Regions from separate parts of the Zea mays genome. Here all the other regions are linked to region 2. Evidence: chromatin contacts called from public Hi-C data. All regions are on one chromosome and are shown on one strand. Each heading gives the region's core, a stretch centred on a gene start, on an enhancer-like site or on the middle of the called end of the contact. The rest is flanking DNA. Distances are from core to core; before and after follow the strand shown.

Region 1 (2,888 bases), core at 185-2,684, 390 kb after region 2:
TTTTATGTCGTGGACTATGTTTTTTGTATGTCATTAAAACTACATATAAAATTGTTATTGTGTATCAGTGTATGTGTATGCAGTTGGCTTAATGTGAGACAATAAGCTGAACCCACAGGTTTTCCATGGCCCATAAGTTTCCACTCAATTACGGGTTGGTTTGGGGTCAATAATATTATTGGATGGGTTGAATTTAATTTCCTTCTTATATTTTGGGGTGAGTGTGGGATGGATATCAAAATTATTATATTTGAGTATGGGTGGGAGTGGGTTAGATTCTTTGCCATTAGCAGGCCTATGCGCCGGCTGACCAAAATCAGAAATGCAGGGGCAGGGCAGAGCGTGCGAACCGTCCGTCCGCCGCTGACATCAGGTACAGATTAAAGCCAATCAAACTGCCCACGTGGATCTCTGGTGATCTCCCCGATCGCTTGCACTTGTGGCCTTGTGGGCTGTGGGCCTGTGGCCTTATACAGTTGTACTTTGTACTAGCAACATCTTCAACCCAAAGGTACGAGCCGTATTTGAGCGCGTTCGGCTGCCCTGCACGGAGCACTGTTGCAGCTGCAAAATACTGTTGCAGCTACAATCCCTAGAGAGAAAATACTGTAGAAGTCGCAGCCGCAGTCGGATTAAAGCCGCAGCGAACAAGGCATTTGTTTTTGCAAAGCATGCGTAAAGCGCGGCCTCCGCCTTCCTCCAATACCCTATCTTAAAGACTAAAGTCATGAAGCTTTGTCCTATGCTATATTCAGTCTGTAAACAATATCAAATAATAGCATCTACAGTTCTACGTCCTCTATTTTATACAGTCGACCGGAGACAGTCTAAATCAATATTTTGAAACTTTAACCAACAATATCTACAAAAGTAATTATTTTTAAATTACAGAAATTATATATTTAGATTTAGGACATAGAAATACATAACCATGTGATTGGTTGTCTGTGTGTGTGGAGCGTCTGACTCGTTGCGGCCTGGGCGGGTTAGATATGCGCTCGCACCGCGTCTCCACGGATGCAGGCAAAGTTGCTTGATTTGGCTTTGATTGTCGGTCCACGGATGGAGGCAAAGTTGCTTGATTTGGCTTTGATTGCATCTACATATTTAAGTCGGTTTGTTCCGTACAGACAACCAAACACATGTCAATGTTGTCAATGCATGTGAAGAGCCTAGTGCTCGTGGGTAACTATGGAACATATATGCCACGAGGCACATGCATGATGCCACTGGTCCCGCACCTCTTGACTTGACAGGCCTTGGCGCCTTGCACTGCAGCTGCGAAGACGCTTTCGCATCCTAGCCGCTGGCGACGTCAGCGCGTGCATCAACAACACTGGCCGGCTGGCTGGAGGATCGGAGCAGGTCAGCGACTCGTATATATAAACAGGAGGGCACCACACCATCGATCGGCTCCCCGCGCAGAGGGCGTTGTGTTGTGTTGTGTTGTGTTGCGTGCTGTGGAGGGGGAGGAGGAGATGGGGAAGGGGGCAGGAGCAGCGGAGCCGTCGACGGTGGTGCTGGCCGTCAACGGCAAGCGCTACGAGGCGGCCGGCGTGGCTCCGTCCACGTCGCTGCTGGAGTTCCTCCGCAGCCAGACGCCCGTCAGAGGCCCCAAGCTCGGATGCGGCGAAGGTACCAGATCAGATCGCCATTCTTGAGCTTGCTTTCGTCTCTCTACTACTACCGTACAAGTTTCTTTCTTGGCTTCTTGCCAACTTCCAGGAACACACGGTATATCATATTATCATTGGAGCTAACTTCCAGGAACACACGGTATATCATATTATAATTGGAGCTCCCATTGGATATTTTAGCCTCCGTTTTCTTGTGTGTCCCTCCTTTTTTTTCTTGGGATGTCACACCTCACGGGGTCTGACATACCAAGAAGCTAAGGCGAATCCCATCTATAGAGATCGAAAGGCATGGCTGCTACTGTTTCATCAACAAAAAAAATAAATACATTATATATACAAGATGCTTCTTGCAAACTAGTACGATAGCTATAGCTAGAAAGTCAATATCATGCGCAAGCGTTCTAAAGTACATATACCTAGATCATGATTGGTTGCCCGCATATTCTTATCCTGAATCATCACGTGCGTAAACTTTGTTCAGCATATGTTTAATTACCTGCACGTGAAAGACGTGGTGCTGCACGAGTGAATGCAACATAAGTTATTTTGAAGTTATTTGGCTGCATCCACTCGTACGGCCCAAATAACCGTCTCTGGACGGCCTGGCTGCATACGAACTGGCTACGGGCAATCTGTGAACTAAAGATGCTTTCAAGGGATTAAATCCCTTCGATGCCATCCAAACTTATATCAATCCCTTTAATGTCATTAGAATTCATAACCTCCATTCAATATCATTAAATTTAAATTTTAATCTCTTAAATACCGTCTCCGTTAGTTTGAAGCTAACGTCGTTAGTTCCATTTAAAGCAAATCCCTTCGATACCATCAAAATCTATACTGATCCCTTTAATGTCACTAGAAATTGGTTCGATCAATTTGGGTTTTAAAAATTCCGGAATAAAAAAATATAGACCAAAGTTCAGTCCATACTTTTTGAAACCCCAAAATTACTTATGGCTCGGTTACCCTTGTTGGCTGGACAAAATACTCATGGCTCGTCAGCTCGCTCGATTTATGGTCAGCTCGGCTCGGCTCGACTCAGTTCGTTTTAATTTTGTCACGAGCTGAGCTAGCATATTAGCTTGGTTTGTTAACGAGCCAGCTCGAGCCAACTCCTTAGCTCGAATGAGCTAGCATTTGTCAGCAAAACAAAGCATGCACTTGTGTTTTTCTAGCCCTAACTCTAACAAGCAAATAATTTTTTGAGTCATTTAGCTATTTGTTTAATGAACAATATATATGTGTGAC
Region 2 (2,968 bases), core at 390-2,889:
GATTCAATTTACAATCCCAAGTTCTAAGATGCTTGCTCTGTTATTGAATAATGGAGGACAAGCGTACATAGTCCCAAGTGCTATGATGCCTGCTCTTTTATTGGCTCTATAATGCTTGGCCAAAATGTACCAATATGCTTGGCTAAATTATGAAATTAAGTGGAGCTCAGTGACTTAATTAAGGACAGAGATGAACAGATATGCTTGGCTAAAATGCACATACCCAGAATTGACTAAATAATATGTCAAACAAACATGTTTCCCTTTGGTAGCTTCTGACAATCGTTAGCATCTAAAGAACAAAAAATAAAGGCATCACAGCTTTACTTATTCGGTAAGACCTTTCTCTTTCTTAATATAAATTATACGCAGCTCTGCTGCGTGTTTCGAGAAAAAAAAACTTATTCGGTAAACAATATAAAAGGGATGACACAACTGCAAGGCTCCTATATCAGGAAAACATGCAATGATGCAAATAAATGCAAGGTTCCTAAGTAGGCAGCTTGTTCCTAAGCTCGTAGGGGTAAATATTCATAGTTCGTATCCATTGATTTGCATCTTCACTTCGAGGTTCCAAATCAAACGAGAAATATGGCGCCTATTGTAAACAATTATTGAAGACCATGTTGATGTCAAAAACAACAAGACAATTTACAATTCCAACTTCCCAATGCTATGATGTTTGCCTTTTATTAGCTGTATAAGAAAGATAATAAAAGCTAGATGTAGTAGTATGCTTGGCAAAACACACATATTCAGAGTTTAACTATTAATATCTTTCATGTCAATCAGACATGCCTTCCCTTTGGTAACTTGTGACAACCGTTAGCATTAATAAAGAACAAAAAAGGCATTACAGACCAGGCTCTTTTTTTTTGGAAAACGGTGCATAAGGAACGAAACAACTGGAAGATACCTTCATCATGAAAGCATGCAAGTGAAGCACGGATTCTATGCAGGCAGCTTGTTCTTAAGCTCGTAGAGGTTAATATTTGCAGTTCGTTAACATTTGTTTGCATATATGCTTCGAGATGCAAATCAGACGAGAAATTTGGGACCTATCGTGCACAACTATAGAACAGTCGGCATATAAGGTAGAATTCAGTATTTCAGTCAACCAATCATCAACTAACGACATTGGCAGTACCCAAAAAATGCAGACGCCAGCTATTGAACAATTACAGATCGAGCCAAACTAAATCGGATGGGTCTCACCTCCATCCCACGGCGTGTCATCCGGCCTGCAGAATCGCAACAAACACCAAGAGAAAAAGCACAGTCAGCATTAAAACCCACCAAAAGTATCGCGGCCTCACGCCTCACTAGATCCTTAGGCTAGCTAACCTAACATCACAGAAATAGGCGGGCTGATACCCGAATATGACGGCGTTCCAGAGCATGATATTGTTGTCGTACGGCGCGCCGCTGATGCCGGCGGGCGGGTCCTGCTGCAGGCGCTTGAAGTCCCGCATCAGGCGCTTCCTCGCCGGCGTCGACATCTCCGCCACCAGACCCTAGCTCAGGCCCCGATCTCTCGCCCCGCAGGCCGCAGCGCGTGGTGCGAGGCGAGCTTCGCACACCTCCGCTCCCTGGGTCTCCCACCCTCCTGGTAGGATACGCGAGAGGAGAAGCTTCGGAGCGAGAGGCGAGCAGGTGGGGAGCCGGCCAGCCGGGTGCGAAAAGGAGTCGTGCATAAAACCGACGCGAAGCGCGAGCGGCGTGTGTGGACCGACCCTTCCCCGAGCGGCCGAGGTCGCGTTGCCCCCACGCGCCCCTCGCCCAACGAGTGATCGTGCGTTGCAACGGGAATATATAATACAAAGATAACTTATATATAATACCAAGATAATTTATGTATAAATGTGATATACTGTAAAAAGAAAAGGTTTCGTAATCCGTTTGTGATTTTATCATACATAAATTTTATTATTTTAATCTAACTATTTCACCACTACACATTGCAATGTCGCGATGATATATAAATTATTCGATAGAATGTTAGTGCAAAACGGTACATGAAAACGAACAAGATAATCATCGACCTCAATATCTAAAATATTCTTTTCTAACATCTAATCTCTACTACTATAAAGCATTATCTACCAAAACCTACAGAAATAATTCTAATCATGTGTTGCTAATCGAAGCAAGGAGGGGGGTTGCATGAAAGCCGAAGCACGAGCTGTAAGGCCTACGACAAGGAGCGATGAGGTATACACGTTGCTAATCGAGAACAATGTAAGTGCCTTACTCTCCCGAGAAACTAATCAGCACAGCGGAATTCCTGCCACCGCCTAATCTACTCATGTTAAGCATCTCACTCTGTCAAACTGGAGAGAGCCCATGAACCCTACGACCCACTCTTAAGCATAAGAGCACAATATCATCTGCTCCAAATGGAAGGCCATCCTATCAAGCCATCGTCCTTAGGGTGGACAACATGCGGAACTGCTTCTAGCACCGAGTTCTATCATTTATGCCTGGAATATTGAAGAACATAAACGAAAACAAACTGTAAACAACCCTGCTCGACATACGTAGTTAAAGAAAAAAGGGAAAAGATTATAGGTGATCCTGAAGATATATATGAACACACATTTGGACGGATTCAGAATTCAAGCACGTGCTCTCTAGCAGAATCAACAAGAGCTTTTACGCACCATGGTAGAGGAATCTGCCTCGATCTAGGACAACTTTGGAGATCCCTTTCTCCAGGCAAGATTTGGCGATCACCTCACCAATCTTGTGTCGTTTCCTAGAAGCCATTAGCAAAAAATGTGTCAGAAACATATCATAGCCTACCTACAAGAACACAACTCATCGTGTTATTTTGAATCCAAGAATAACCAAACTTTAACCAACAATATCAATATGAGATGTGCTCACCAGATGAGATGTGCTTGCCGAAAGTAACAACACAGCAAAGGAGAGGAAACGGGGAAAACGAATAAAGATCATTTAAACCGGT
Region 3 (2,700 bases), core at 196-2,695, 330 kb after region 2:
GAAAGGAAAAACGCCCAACGATGTCGACTGGGACTATTATTCTTGCCGCGACCTGCGAAAGGCGAAAGCTAAAGGCAAAGGGATGTGTGGAAAGACGTACGAGCCCATCTCAGAATCAGAATCCGATCGATCGCGGCGCCCACTCCCACGCACTGCGTGGCGGCTAACTAGCTAGCTATCGCCTGTTGGCATCCGTGTACTTGTGCACACCACACAGGCGCTCGTTTCGTTTTCCCCCTATCCGGCCGGCACCACGAGAAAACGACGCCGCGCCGGCCGCGCGATTGGTCGGGGGCCATCTCGCCCGCGTGCCGGGGGGTCGGATCGGGTGGAGACGTGGACGTGGAGTGGACATGCATGGGATGTCGTCGTCCGCCGCTCATCAGCACGGCCGCGCGCTTCGGTGTGTATATATACAGTGCGGATAGATAGATATGGGCGGCATCGTCTAGTCTGGTCTGGTCGTCGGGTGGCTACCTGCGCGGCACATCGCACACACGACACGACGACACGGGCGGGAGTTTCCGCGGCCACGTACGTACGTGTGATCGTCTTCTTCGTGGCGGGCGGACTGCTGGCGCGGGTGGTTCGTTTCGGACGCCACCGCTCGCCGCGCACCAGGCCAGGCCAGCTCGTACTCCGGTCACGCGCGCGCGTTCCAGAGCTAGCTACTAGCATGCCCGCCTTCCTTTTTGACGGCCCGCCAAGACGCCGGAGATGACCTGACGGCAGGGGGGGCACAGGGGGCAATGTCCTCCTAATGTTCCCCTAATTCTATAGGAGATCTTAGTTTTTTATACTAATTCTCATATAAATAGTGTAAAAATGCTTATAACAGTCCCCTCTAATCTAATTTTGCTTCCCTAATTTTGGATCCGGGCTTCGCCCCTACCTGACGACGTACTGTACGTGCAATTCATAGCCCCGACAGCCGCCTGTCACGTTCGGAATCGCTACTTCTCGATCGGCGCTCATGTCAGCGTCGTCGTCGTAGCGTCTTTAGTAATACTCTTTGTTAAATTTATGCGTGGGTGCGCGCGGGCAAGATGCGTATATAGTGCCTGTTGCTATCGAGTTAACTATAGTGGCCGGAGTGAAACTTTGCCTTAACGACGATCGACATCATCTTCATGTGGACTATGTTATTGTTATTATTATTATTATGTCTTTATTTGTCATCTTCCGTTTGTTACTATGCAACCAAATGTGCTCACACTGTGCCCTAGCTAGCTCCTCCCGCGCCTCCTTGCACCCACGAACAAGGAGACGGATATCGAATCTTTTGACTTGGCGCGAGCAACTAGGCGGCCGGCCGGCTCGATCGGTGCCATGCATGCATGCATATGCACATGCCTGCCAGTACGCCACGCGGATAAGCTAGTCATGTTGTAGCCGGCATGCCGAAACTGTAGTTAGCAGGCACAAGTACCAACCGTTCGGTGGCAGTGCGGGTGTGCGGGTGCGGCCGTGCGGGTGCGGCACAGTGGACCAGAGGTTCTGTGCATGCATGCATGACCGATGGATACGGTATCCATGATCCATCCATCCATCCATCGCGCTGATACTGTCATAGGCCTAGCTGCACAGTGCTTGTGCACCGTGCACGTGGCCAGCGACGACTTTTTATAGAAACCCTTCGCGATTCGTGCCCATCGCTTTCCACCTCCGGCCGTCGTCAGCGCGTGCATCATCATCGGTTCAGTTCAGTGTTCACCACGCACCCCCGGCCCCAGCGGCTGCAAGACCCGCCGCTCCGTGTATATAATAGAATAGGCGCGCGGGCAGGCGTGTGGCGCGGCTGTGTCGTCTGTGAGTGCATGCGAGGCCTCCGGTTCCGGCTCTCTCTCTCGGTGCAGTTCGTCCGGGAGGGGGAGAGCGAGGTGGAGTGGTGCTAAGCCAAGCCAACTAGATCGAGTCGTCAAGAAGGTTGGAGAGGAGAGATCGAGATGGGGAAGCAGGCGGCGGTGGTGCTGGCCGTGAACGGCAAGCGGTACGAGGCCGCCGGCGTGGACCCGTCGACGACGCTGCTGGAGTACCTGCGCACCCAGACGCCCGTCAGGGGCCCCAAGCTCGGCTGCGGCGAAGGTACGTGCCCGCCGTACGTCACCATGGAATGGATATAGATAGATGCGCATGCACTCTTGTAGTCTTGTATATATACCTCTTGCCTTCGTCTCCTCAGCTAGTGGATTCGCGGCTGAGCTTGTATATATAGCTTGGTTGTTCCTGAACGTCAGGAAGGAGAGAAGACCGCCAAGCACACAGATGCCTGTCTTTGTAGTAGATGGGGAATATAATAGGACAATAGGCGGGGAGGGAATTCGCGTACACCGTACACGTACGTACGTACATGTAGGCTTCACCGTATATATGTTCACCGCACCAGATTTTAACCTTGCTGGTTCTTCTTCGTCGGCCCCTTTGCGTTCCCGCTCCTGGCCTGCCTGCCTTCCGTTTTCTCGTTTCCTCTCCTCCCCGATTTTCTTGGGAGGTCAGCCGTCTGTTTCACTAAGTCACTGACGCGCCAAGAAGTTGAAAGGCACAGGTGACAGGACATCCCATCCCGTCCCACTATCCCAGTACAGATTCATAAAAGCCCAGGTGTCCCAGGTACCCTCTCTCTGGTAGGAGAAAATTCAGACACGATATATTATACCAATTAACAAAGCAACAACAGCGAGATCACAGTTTTCGCCAGAA

Evidence for each region. Hi-C and Micro-C count contacts between places; a contact is called where the count stands out from the background.
Region 1: a Hi-C map of endosperm shows a contact between it and region 2, with 2.7 times the contacts expected there. The contact joins the promoter of AO1 here to the promoter of LOC100192052 in region 2. A contact is called at or near these places in 3 of 25 Hi-C or Micro-C datasets (bundle sheath, ear and endosperm).
Region 3: a contact with region 2 is called in a Hi-C map of endosperm, with 2.1 times the contacts expected there. The contact joins the promoter of LOC103644157 here to the promoter of LOC100192052 in region 2. A contact is called at or near these places in 4 of 25 Hi-C or Micro-C datasets (bundle sheath, ear and endosperm).

The regions. Positions count from the first base shown.
Region 1 is chr1:293,270,841-293,273,728 of Zm-B73-REFERENCE-NAM-5.0, reverse strand. It overlaps AO1 (Indole-3-acetaldehyde oxidase), which reads left to right and starts at 1,434. Exons shown (of 10, transcript NM_001111838.1): 1 at 1,434-1,635. The coding sequence starts at 1,479.
Region 2 is chr1:293,660,528-293,663,495 of Zm-B73-REFERENCE-NAM-5.0, reverse strand. LOC100192052 (Ubiquitin-conjugating enzyme E2 2) reads right to left here and starts at 1,639. Exons shown (of 5, transcript NM_001137475.2): 1 at 1,375-1,639; 2 at 1,216-1,241. The coding sequence starts at 1,499.
Region 3 is chr1:293,328,080-293,330,779 of Zm-B73-REFERENCE-NAM-5.0, reverse strand. LOC103644157 (indole-3-acetaldehyde oxidase-like) reads left to right here and starts at 1,445. Exons shown (of 10, transcript XM_008667350.2): 1 at 1,445-2,085. The coding sequence starts at 1,947.